Regions from separate parts of the Danio rerio genome. Here all the other regions are linked to region 2. A link is a contact called in public Hi-C and HiCAR-type data. All regions are on one chromosome and are shown on one strand. Each heading gives the region's core, a stretch centred on a gene start, on an enhancer-like site or on the middle of the called end of the contact. The rest is flanking DNA. Distances are from core to core; before and after follow the strand shown.

What was found. Hi-C and Micro-C count contacts between places; a contact is called where the count stands out from the background. HiCAR-type assays count read pairs that join an accessible place to other places.
Region 1: a Hi-C map of hematopoietic stem cells shows a contact between it and region 2, with 3 times the contacts expected there. The contact joins the promoter of ccn4a here to the promoter of abitram in region 2. A contact is called at or near these places in 5 of 18 Hi-C or Micro-C datasets (caudal fin, embryo, hematopoietic stem cells and 1 more) and 2 of 4 datasets of contacts at active chromatin or transcription factors (caudal fin and gastrula embryo).
Region 3: a contact with region 2 is called in a HiCAR-type map of caudal fin, with 5 times the contacts expected there. The contact joins the promoter of ctnnal1 here to the promoter of abitram in region 2. A contact is called at or near these places in 6 of 18 Hi-C or Micro-C datasets (caudal fin, embryo, hematopoietic stem cells and 1 more) and 3 of 4 datasets of contacts at active chromatin or transcription factors (caudal fin, embryo and gastrula embryo).

Annotation. Positions count from the first base shown.
Region 1 is chr19:37,401,874-37,405,005 of GRCz12tu, reverse strand. ccn4a (cellular communication network factor 4a) reads right to left here and starts at 1,425. Exons shown (of 5, transcript NM_001166230.1): 1 at 1,248-1,425. The coding sequence starts at 1,295.
Region 2 is chr19:37,194,280-37,197,321 of GRCz12tu, reverse strand. It overlaps abitram (actin binding transcription modulator), which reads right to left and starts at 1,681. Exons shown (of 6, transcript NM_001044929.3): 1 at 1,524-1,681; 2 at 1,293-1,344; 3 at 295-424; 4 at 77-153. The coding sequence starts at 1,593. elp2 (elongator acetyltransferase complex subunit 2) reads left to right here and starts at 1,933. Exons shown (of 22, transcript NM_001044925.1): 1 at 1,933-2,071; 2 at 2,359-2,437; 3 at 2,927-2,997. The coding sequence starts at 1,940.
Region 3 is chr19:37,325,115-37,328,189 of GRCz12tu, reverse strand. ctnnal1 (catenin (cadherin-associated protein), alpha-like 1) reads left to right here and starts at 1,451. Exons shown (of 19, transcript NM_001144054.1): 1 at 1,451-1,713. The coding sequence starts at 1,618.

The DNA of each region.
Region 1 (3,132 bases), core at 176-2,675, 210 kb before region 2:
ATCTTAAAATGTCAGCAAAATCACCTGTTTTGTCATCACTCTTAACATTGCACTAGTTAGTTTAGATAATTATTCAAATACTAGCTCTAAAGTGACGTTGGTGAAGTAGCAAGGGTTTTCTGGAGCTTATCTAACAAAACAAACTATGATAACGATCCAAAAACTAGTACACCCTAATGTATGTTCTAAAAAAATATTAAATACAAATTTAAAAAAGAGAAAAAAAATCAAGAGAAGCAAATTTTCTTTTTTTATTTAGTTGAGATTTTGTAGGTTGTCATTTTTTGCAATATTTTGCTTGAATTTAATTGTATTATCTTTCCATTTTTAAATATGTTTGGTGACTAAAATACTTTTTAAATAAATATATAAATCTGTTGAGAGAGAGAGAATTAAAATACATCTAGTACACTACACTATATAGTTTTTTTTTGCACATATATTAATTAGATTGTTTTAAAATATTTTTCAAAAGCTTAACACTGCAATGCTTTTAAATTACATACGACAAACAAAATGATCCAGATTGTTGTTTACAGCTGTAGGATCTTTACCCCCTGACTTCTTATAGCCTGGGTCAGATAAGTAGCAGCTATGTCAAGTTTAGGGCAGGATAAGTATGCCTTCTGGGTGACGGTTTTAAACAATGTCTGTCGTGTTGATAGACATAACGGAGTGAATTAAGATTCATAAATTTCAAATGATTCAATCTAATATTGTTTTAATGATTCATTTGCGTCCACAGGGCGGCAGTAAACTCTCACACATCCCAATATTACATGCTGTCATTACATTCCTTAAATGAGTCAAACATGATGTCATTCATTGAGAATTCCCGTCATTGAAGTGTTAATCCTTTGTGCATTTTAGATAATTAATTAAGACGTGTATTGATTTTTGTGCAAAGTTAGATCAAATACAAACCAATCTGAATCATATTCAGATTATATTAAGTGTACAGGTATGCACATATAAAACTAATTGTAATACGCAGACAACAAACCTTGTTAATAGAAATATAGTTCTAGATAATTTTATATATTATTTTATTAATAGCATCTTACACACAAATATAATTTCCACTGCATGTCATGTTTAAACTAGACAGTCATTGCAAGCAACTAACAAACAAACAAATAAAAATTACGTAGGTATTATAATGTTTAAGTAAAGAACACATAAGACAAATATAGATTTTTCATGTAATGACGATACAAATAGCTCTTATGAATAGGATTGCTTCTTACCTGTGGTGCACAAGCAGAAAGTAGGGACCACATTAGAATCCAAGACATCACTGGTCACGACTGATAAATGCATTGAATCCAGAATTAGACGATTTAAAAAATTGTCCATACGCGAGCAGGATCCATTCATCAGATGGGAGTCGCGCTCGCACACACAAAGGCATGCGCACTTTTACACATCTATACACCGCTGGAGCTACTGGAAAGTTTTCATACTCTTCATCCCTGTTGACGTCAGAACCAATAACAAACGGACCCCTCCAAGGATTTGGTGGATGTCAGATTAATATTCCAGTAAACAAGAACAGGTGAACTGAAGACGATCTTTGCGAGCGAGCACTAAAATTGTCTTTTTGGATCACATAATGCTAGTCTATTTTGTGAATTTTGAGATGTATTGTAAACGTTTTGGCATTCAAGATTCATGTGACAGTGAAACAACTATATATTTTTTTGTTCAGATATATAAAAAGAAAACCGAGATTATCGTATCATTTGTCAAATCTGTAAAATGGAAAAATAATTTCAAACATGGGATTCAGAAGACGGGATGAATGTTTCCAGAACTTTCGTCTTTTAAGAAGCTTTAATGTTTATTGAACATTTTCATACCACAAATAATAGGATATTTTTTCATAAAGGAGAAATTTTCTTTGGATGATTAATGTGTTGTTGAAATAAACAAACAAACAAAGAAATATATACATACACGCATTAAAATGAATAAAAAATAAAAATAAATAAATAAATGAATAAATCAATAAATGAAGATTCTTTGGGGAACCATAATAATTTTTCTGTGGAAATACCACAAAACCATAAAAAAAAAGATTTTTTACATAATTTAAAAACTGATTAAATAATATGTACATTGATGCATCTTGTTAGCATAGAATAATAGATTTTTATGTCTATAAACTGTTAGAAAAAAAAAACTGGAAACTTGAAGTTCATTCATTTTCTTGTTGGCTTAGTCCCTTTTTAAATCCGGGATCGCCACAGCGGAATGAACCACCAACTTATCTAACAAGTTTTTATTCAGCGGATTCCAGCCACAACCCATCTCTGGGAAACATCCACACACACTGGACAATTTAGCCGACCCCATTCACCTGTACCACATGTCTTTGGACTGTGGGGGAAACGGGAGCACCCAGAGGAAACCCACGCAAACGCAGGGAGAACATGCAAACTCCACACAGAAACGCCAACTGAGCTGAGGCTCAAACCAGCGACCCAGCGACCTTCTTGCTGTGAGGCGACAGCACTACCTACTGTGCCACTGCTTCGCCCACTTGAAGTTCAAAAATAAATACTGAGAAAATTTACTTTAAAAATCTACTTTAAAGCATCTAAATTAAGTGCAATGCACATTACCAATCAAAAATGTACTTTTTATACAGAAAATTCACAAAATGTTGAACGTGGAAGATCATCTTTACCTAACATTTGAATGATTTTTGGCATCAAAGTTTGACTCATAACTCATACGATGTATAATACCGATGCTACATCTTTTGGTCCAGGGTCACAAATGTCTTCGAAATCGCAAACAAGCAGTCTCAAAAATCATTTTGTACGAGGAACTACTTTCTTTCACCATTCATTCACATCTGCAGCTGACTTCAGAACAACTGAAGCCGTTGCTAATTTACCAGAGTCACTTTAGAGCTAGTATTTGAATGATTCTCTAGCATAATGTCTAAAGTGATGAGAAAACAGGTGATTTTGCTGACATTTTAAGATTAAAAGGCTGAACGGCATGAAATGTCATCAGTCTACAGAGATTTTTCAGTATTTTTCTGTTGTATTTTTCTGATCGGGAGATCACAATAAATAACCCAGAAAAAGCCAAAGCAAACACTACCAGATTACTATGGTATAA
Region 2 (3,042 bases), core at 432-2,931:
GTACTTTGCCATACGGTGAACTGACAAGTTTATTTGAGATGAGAGAATTCAGAAGTTGTGTCTACATGAGACTGACCTGAATATGGTGAACTCCTGTTCATCTGTACATGTGATTCTACATAGAGGGGCAAACTCTGTCAGAAACTGACCACCCTGCAGAATAAACAATGCTGTTGATAGTGTTCAATGTTCAAGGAAAGCGTAAATAAAGATGCAGAAGTAATTAATCACAACCATTAGTGTATTGATTGTGCGTGTAAACAGTGTGAAAATCATTGAAAGCATGGCCCTTACTCGCTTTGACTTTCCAGAAACCTTGTTCTTCAGACGGCTGCATCCGTCACTGATCTGGTAGTTGATGTTTTTAATTTTACGTCCATTCTGAAATATGGGATGAGACTCTGCGAGTGTGATTACGCATATCCTGATAAGAAGAAAATAAGGACACTGCAAAGGTGAGTTTACAAATAATTAGTGGTGTCAAACAATTAATCGCATCTGAGATAAAAGTATAATATATATAATATTCACTTTTAATACCTTTTAAGACCCCGCGGACACCCTGTTTTAAGACTTTTTAAGACCCCACAGACACACTGTTTTAAGACTTTTTAAGACCCTGCGGATACCCTAAACTACATCTAATCTTATGCATTTACTTTAATTTGATTATAAAACTGTGCAGCAGCAATTAAATAGAAAAGTATGAGTAATTTTTATTTTACATACAACAAAACATATTGAAGGCAAAGCTGCTAATATTTTTTAAAGATTAAAGTTGAAGGTTTGTATTTATGTACAGAGTAAAAATGTATGGAAATATTTATAGAAAAACCCCACAAACAATTCTACGAGTGTTATAACGTTGTACAGTAAAACACGCTGTAGTTTAAATTAAAATATATGCGAGTACATAATTGAAAAAAAATACATAAATAAAATCTAGGGCGACGCAGTAGCGCAGCAGGTAGTGCTGTCATCTCACAGCAAGAAGGTCGCTGGTTCGAGCCTCAGCTGGGTCAGTTGGCGTTTCTGTGTGGAGTTTGCATGTTCTCCCTGCGTTTGCATGGGTTTCCCCCACAGTCCAAAGAGGTGGTACAGGTGAATTGGGTAGGCTAAATTGTCCATAGTGTATGAGTGTGTATGGATGTTTCCCAGAGATGGGTTGCAGCTGGAAGGGCATCCGCTGCGTAAAAACATATGCTGTATAAGTTGGCGGTTCATTCCGCTGTGGTGACCCCAGATTAATAAAGGAACTAAGCCGAAAAGAAAATGAATGCATTTATATCTACCTGTTAGAGTGCTGTAGAATGCAGTGATCCTCACATGGCTTTCCTTTCAGATCTACAGTAACGTTAACATACGCATTTAAAATTCACGATTTACTTAAAATTACAAACGTATAACGCATATATTAAATATATAAACAAAACTGTTTTATATTAGGAATACTAATCCCAGTGAGCATTGGGGTAAAATGAACTGAAAACAGAAGAAAAATAGATTTGACTAGCTCATATTACCAGTTCTGTACCAGCGAGTGAAATAACGATCGATTACTGATGGAGCTTTCTTTTCTTCTTTGTCTTCCATGTCTATATCCACTTAAAACAGCGATTATGTCGAAATGAAACCACAGAAAACCCAAACACAGACTGTTGGAATTCAGGCAGCGTTGTTTGAAACCGGACTGAAAATTAGGCTACACAAAAACAGTCCGCCAGCTTCCGCTTACACTAAACTGGAATTGCATGGAGCTTTTTATATATCTATATCAACCACGTTCCCTTTTTCCGATAATAAATGTATATAACGTGTTATTCGAGCTAAATCAAACCGTAATATCAGAGGAATCTACTATTAACACTTTTTTTCCGGAACTACAATCGTGGCACATTCTTCCGGTTCGTTTTAAGTGTAACACATAGCAGCGTTGAAGATGGCAGCGCCAGTAATGGACACATGTCATGTCTCCTGTTGTGCAAACCGTGCTCCTAATGTTGTGTCCTGGGGCAGAGGAGGGCTCATCGCGTTTGGGACATGTAATTCAGTTGCCATTTATAATCCAGAGGTACTGATTGTGTGATTATTTAACTCGCTTTGTTTGTGATGCTGGCATGTAATTTAACTCACACTATAAGTATTCTTTTTTATTTGCACTTTCCGATTCTTTAATACATGTATGTGCAAGCTTAAAACCCAAACCGATGTTTTTGAGAACAGATTTTGATATTTTGATTAGGTAGTTGTATAGTTAATACGTTTTATGTATGGTCAACTGTCATGTATGAGTGACAGGTGACTGTGTTAGTATGACAGGTTTGTCTCGAGCTGATGTTTTTTATGAATTGTCATCAGGAAATAAGAGTTGTCGATCTGCTGAATAAACATACTGGAAGGGTGAACGCCGTCCAGTGGGTCCATGAACCAGACTGCAGTAAGTTTTTAAACGTCTTGAATAATTGTCAAAATCTATCTGTTACAGTTTAAGAGTTGTGAGGACATTAATAAAGTATTAGGGTAAAGTTGGTTTTATATTCGCACATCAGCTCACTGACAACTTGTGACATGCCCTCTTATATTGTTTACCACGCAACTTTGAATGTACGACCACAACACGAGGACTATTTAATTGATCAAACAATGTAGTATTTTGATAGCCATTAGCTGAAAATATGATTTCCCTCTTTAGAAATTGGAAAGAATACTATTCCGACCGAGATTATATTATTAGGCAGAAAGTCCCAATGTGCGAATAAAAAACAATTTTACCTCAATGAAAAATGTGTGGTATTGTTTTATCACAATGATTGTCATAAAAAACTGTAGTTTTGCTAATACCACGTTTAAACAGTTTATTGTAGCAAAACTATAGTGAGTTTGTTGTTATTGTTTTTTAATAAGCATGAACCCTGTGTATCTGTAGGTCCAGAGAACCAGCTGATATCTGGTGGGTCAGATAATAATGTTATTGTTTGGGAGAAGCTGGATGGGAAGGTGAGTGTTTACCTAAAGTAAAGACCATAATGATGACAAGCAAAA
Region 3 (3,075 bases), core at 202-2,701, 130 kb before region 2:
TAAAAAAATATTTCGTGTTCAATAAAAAAGAAAAAAAGAAAAAAAAGTCATAAAGTCATTATGTTATAGGCTCTGTTTTTTTAATGAATATGTATAATGTGAATATGACGATTATATAAATATGTAGCTACATGCATCAATATTTTTAGTGTCTGTTAAGTAATATCAAAACAAAAATAGGCAGTTCCTTATGTCATGTCTTCATTTTATTGTTGAGATGCAACAGCGTATCCAGGCTGATGTGAATGACGTTATAAAGTACACTGTTCCATTTGAGGATTTACCAGATGTGTCCTCAGGAGTTTGTTTTCCATATTAAACTTGCAAAGTCTGAACTTTCATGAGGGTTCAAAACCACTACAGGGAGAATAAATGGTGAACGAGTTTTAATCTGTGTGTGAACTATCCTTTTAATGGCAATTTTTCATTGAGATGAACTACAGCTTTAATTTAATATTAGTTTTTAATTTGGTAATTGTTTTTAAAATATTTATTTTTTTATTTATTTGACCTGAAGTTAAATAGTGTGATGATAATTACTGTTTGATGCTTTAATATTTCTGTTATTAAAATAGCTTGAAAAGTCTCTGTTATCTCTCTCTCTCTCACTCTTTCTTTCAGTCCGTGGTTGACTGGTGTTATTTTGGTGTTTAAGGAACTTATAAAATCCTGTAATAAAATAGAATATGCATATATTATAAGTTGATTGATAATTTGGACATCACTTTTATATCTAAATGGTGTATTGACCAATGTGTCTCTAATATTGTCTCTAATATTGTCTAATAACTAGCTCTATTATTCATTTTCCTTCAGCTTAGTCCCTTTATTCATCAGTGGTGCCACAGTGGAATGAACTGCCAACTTATCCAGCATATCCAAACATGCTTTATTGGCATGACAAATGTTACATCTGTATTGCCAAAGCATTTGTGATGTTTACATTAAAGAGTACACATGAAAACAAATGACATAATAGTATTGATAAAAACAATAATTAACAATCTATTTAACAATAAACATTTTAAGATAAAACAATAATTATAAACAGATTAACAATTAACATTTTAGGATGGAACAATAATGATAAACCGTATATAAACAATTAACATTTTAGGATAAAACCATAATAATAAACAGTCTATTTAACTATCGACATTTAGGATAAAACAATGATGATAAACAGTATATAAACAATTAACATTTTAGGGTAAAACCATAGTAATAAAAAGTCTATTCAACAATCAACATTTAGGATAAACTTATAAAAACAAATAATAATGAACTGTATATTTAATAAACATTTTGGGATACAATTCAGATTGAGTTCGCGCGCGTGCGTGTGTATGTGTGTGCGTTTGTCTGTCTCTCTCTCTCTCTCTCTCTCTGTGTCGGATACTGACTCGCCAGTGGCTGCAGCAGTCACTCACTCACTTCTGTGCTTGTAGTTTGCTATATTGCATGTACATGAGCAGTCCGTCATTCAGGAGCGAGTGCCCGTGGATTTTAGCGCTCTCATCGCCTGCTTTTGAACTAAACCTAACACACGCTTGCGGCATTGGGAGACCAGCAAACTCGGTGTTGTTGTGAGCTCCAGCGGGGGTCGGATCGGCGGGAATGGCTTCGTCTCCGTGCGGCGGTGGGAACTTTGATTGCGGGTTGGAGATCCAAACTCGCTCGGTGGAGCAAACGCTCATCCCGCTCGTGTCTCAGGTGAGTCTGGATTACAAAAACTTCTCTGCTGGGTTATTAATCATGCAAAACCCACAGTCAATCTTCCTTTGTGGGCTTTGGAAAAAAAACTACTTTTCCGTGTTTTGTGTAAAGGTTAACCAGAACCCTTAATTACAACAGCAGAGTTTCGGCAAGAGATAAAAACATTGCTGCTGTTTTAAAGTTTACATTGCCTATGAAGCTTCAGTCTGCTTTTGTCTTAATTGCTTTTTAGGTGGTAGTGGTGGCACTAGTTTCAGTTTAATTAGCAATTATTGTAGTAATCATTGTATTTTACGGGAAAATAGGGTTGCCATAGTCATTTAATGCCAGTGGAGTTTGTTGTTTGTGTTTGGCAGGATCACATGCTGAATAAACAAGAAGTGAATCTTTGTTACAGGTTATTATGTATATTTTTTGCTTATGTTTCAGTACACTCGGAGTCTCAAGTTCAAGGTATTTGTTTGGATAAAATGTAATTAAAACACAAAAGGTTATTTGTGCATATTGTTTAATTAAGGTAAATTTGATTTTATATTAGCACATTCAGACTTTCTCTTTGATAAAATAATTTTAGAAAAGTTTTCTTTGCAAATTTTAAATAGTGAAATCATATTATCAGCCGATGACTATCAAAGTACAACATTGTTCACAGTCAAATATATAGTGCTAATGTTGTTTTGACGTCATGTCATTTCAGACTGAATATTCAAAGTACCACAGTAAACAATATAAGGAGCGTGCCACAAGCTGTCATTGAACAAATGTGAACTTTACCTTAATAGGGAAACTGTTGCAGGTTATTTTTCTGAGAGAGTATGTAAACTTCTGTTTTAGTACACTCAGAGACTCAAGTTCAAAGCATTTGTTTAGATAAAATATAATGAAAACCTCAAACGTTATCTGTGCATATTTTGTTTAGTGTAATTTTTTTAAAATTTGGCATCATGCTTATGGCGATTGTAGCATTGCTGTCATAACAGTTTAACATTTTGGCAATTTTGTGCATGCTTGCTTAAACATTAACACTTTTCTCTTTAGACTTGGCTGGTATTTTTTTTTTAATCTTATTTACTTTTAGAGTGCTTTGGTCATAAATTTTGATGCATGTGGTCCATTGATTGTGTTTGCAGAAACCATTGGATTGATTGGGTTGGAAACACGTCCGAGCTCTGTTGAACTGGATTGAAGTGTTCCATGCAGTACTTGCTGCTGTAGTATGATTGTAACCTGCAGTCTGTAGTTATAGTACACAAACTATATAATTTTGCTACTGTAGGTGGACAGCAGACAGCTGCGGATTTCCATTTCTCATTAAAATATATCAGGTTTCACCATGGTGATGGTGACAACTACACATAC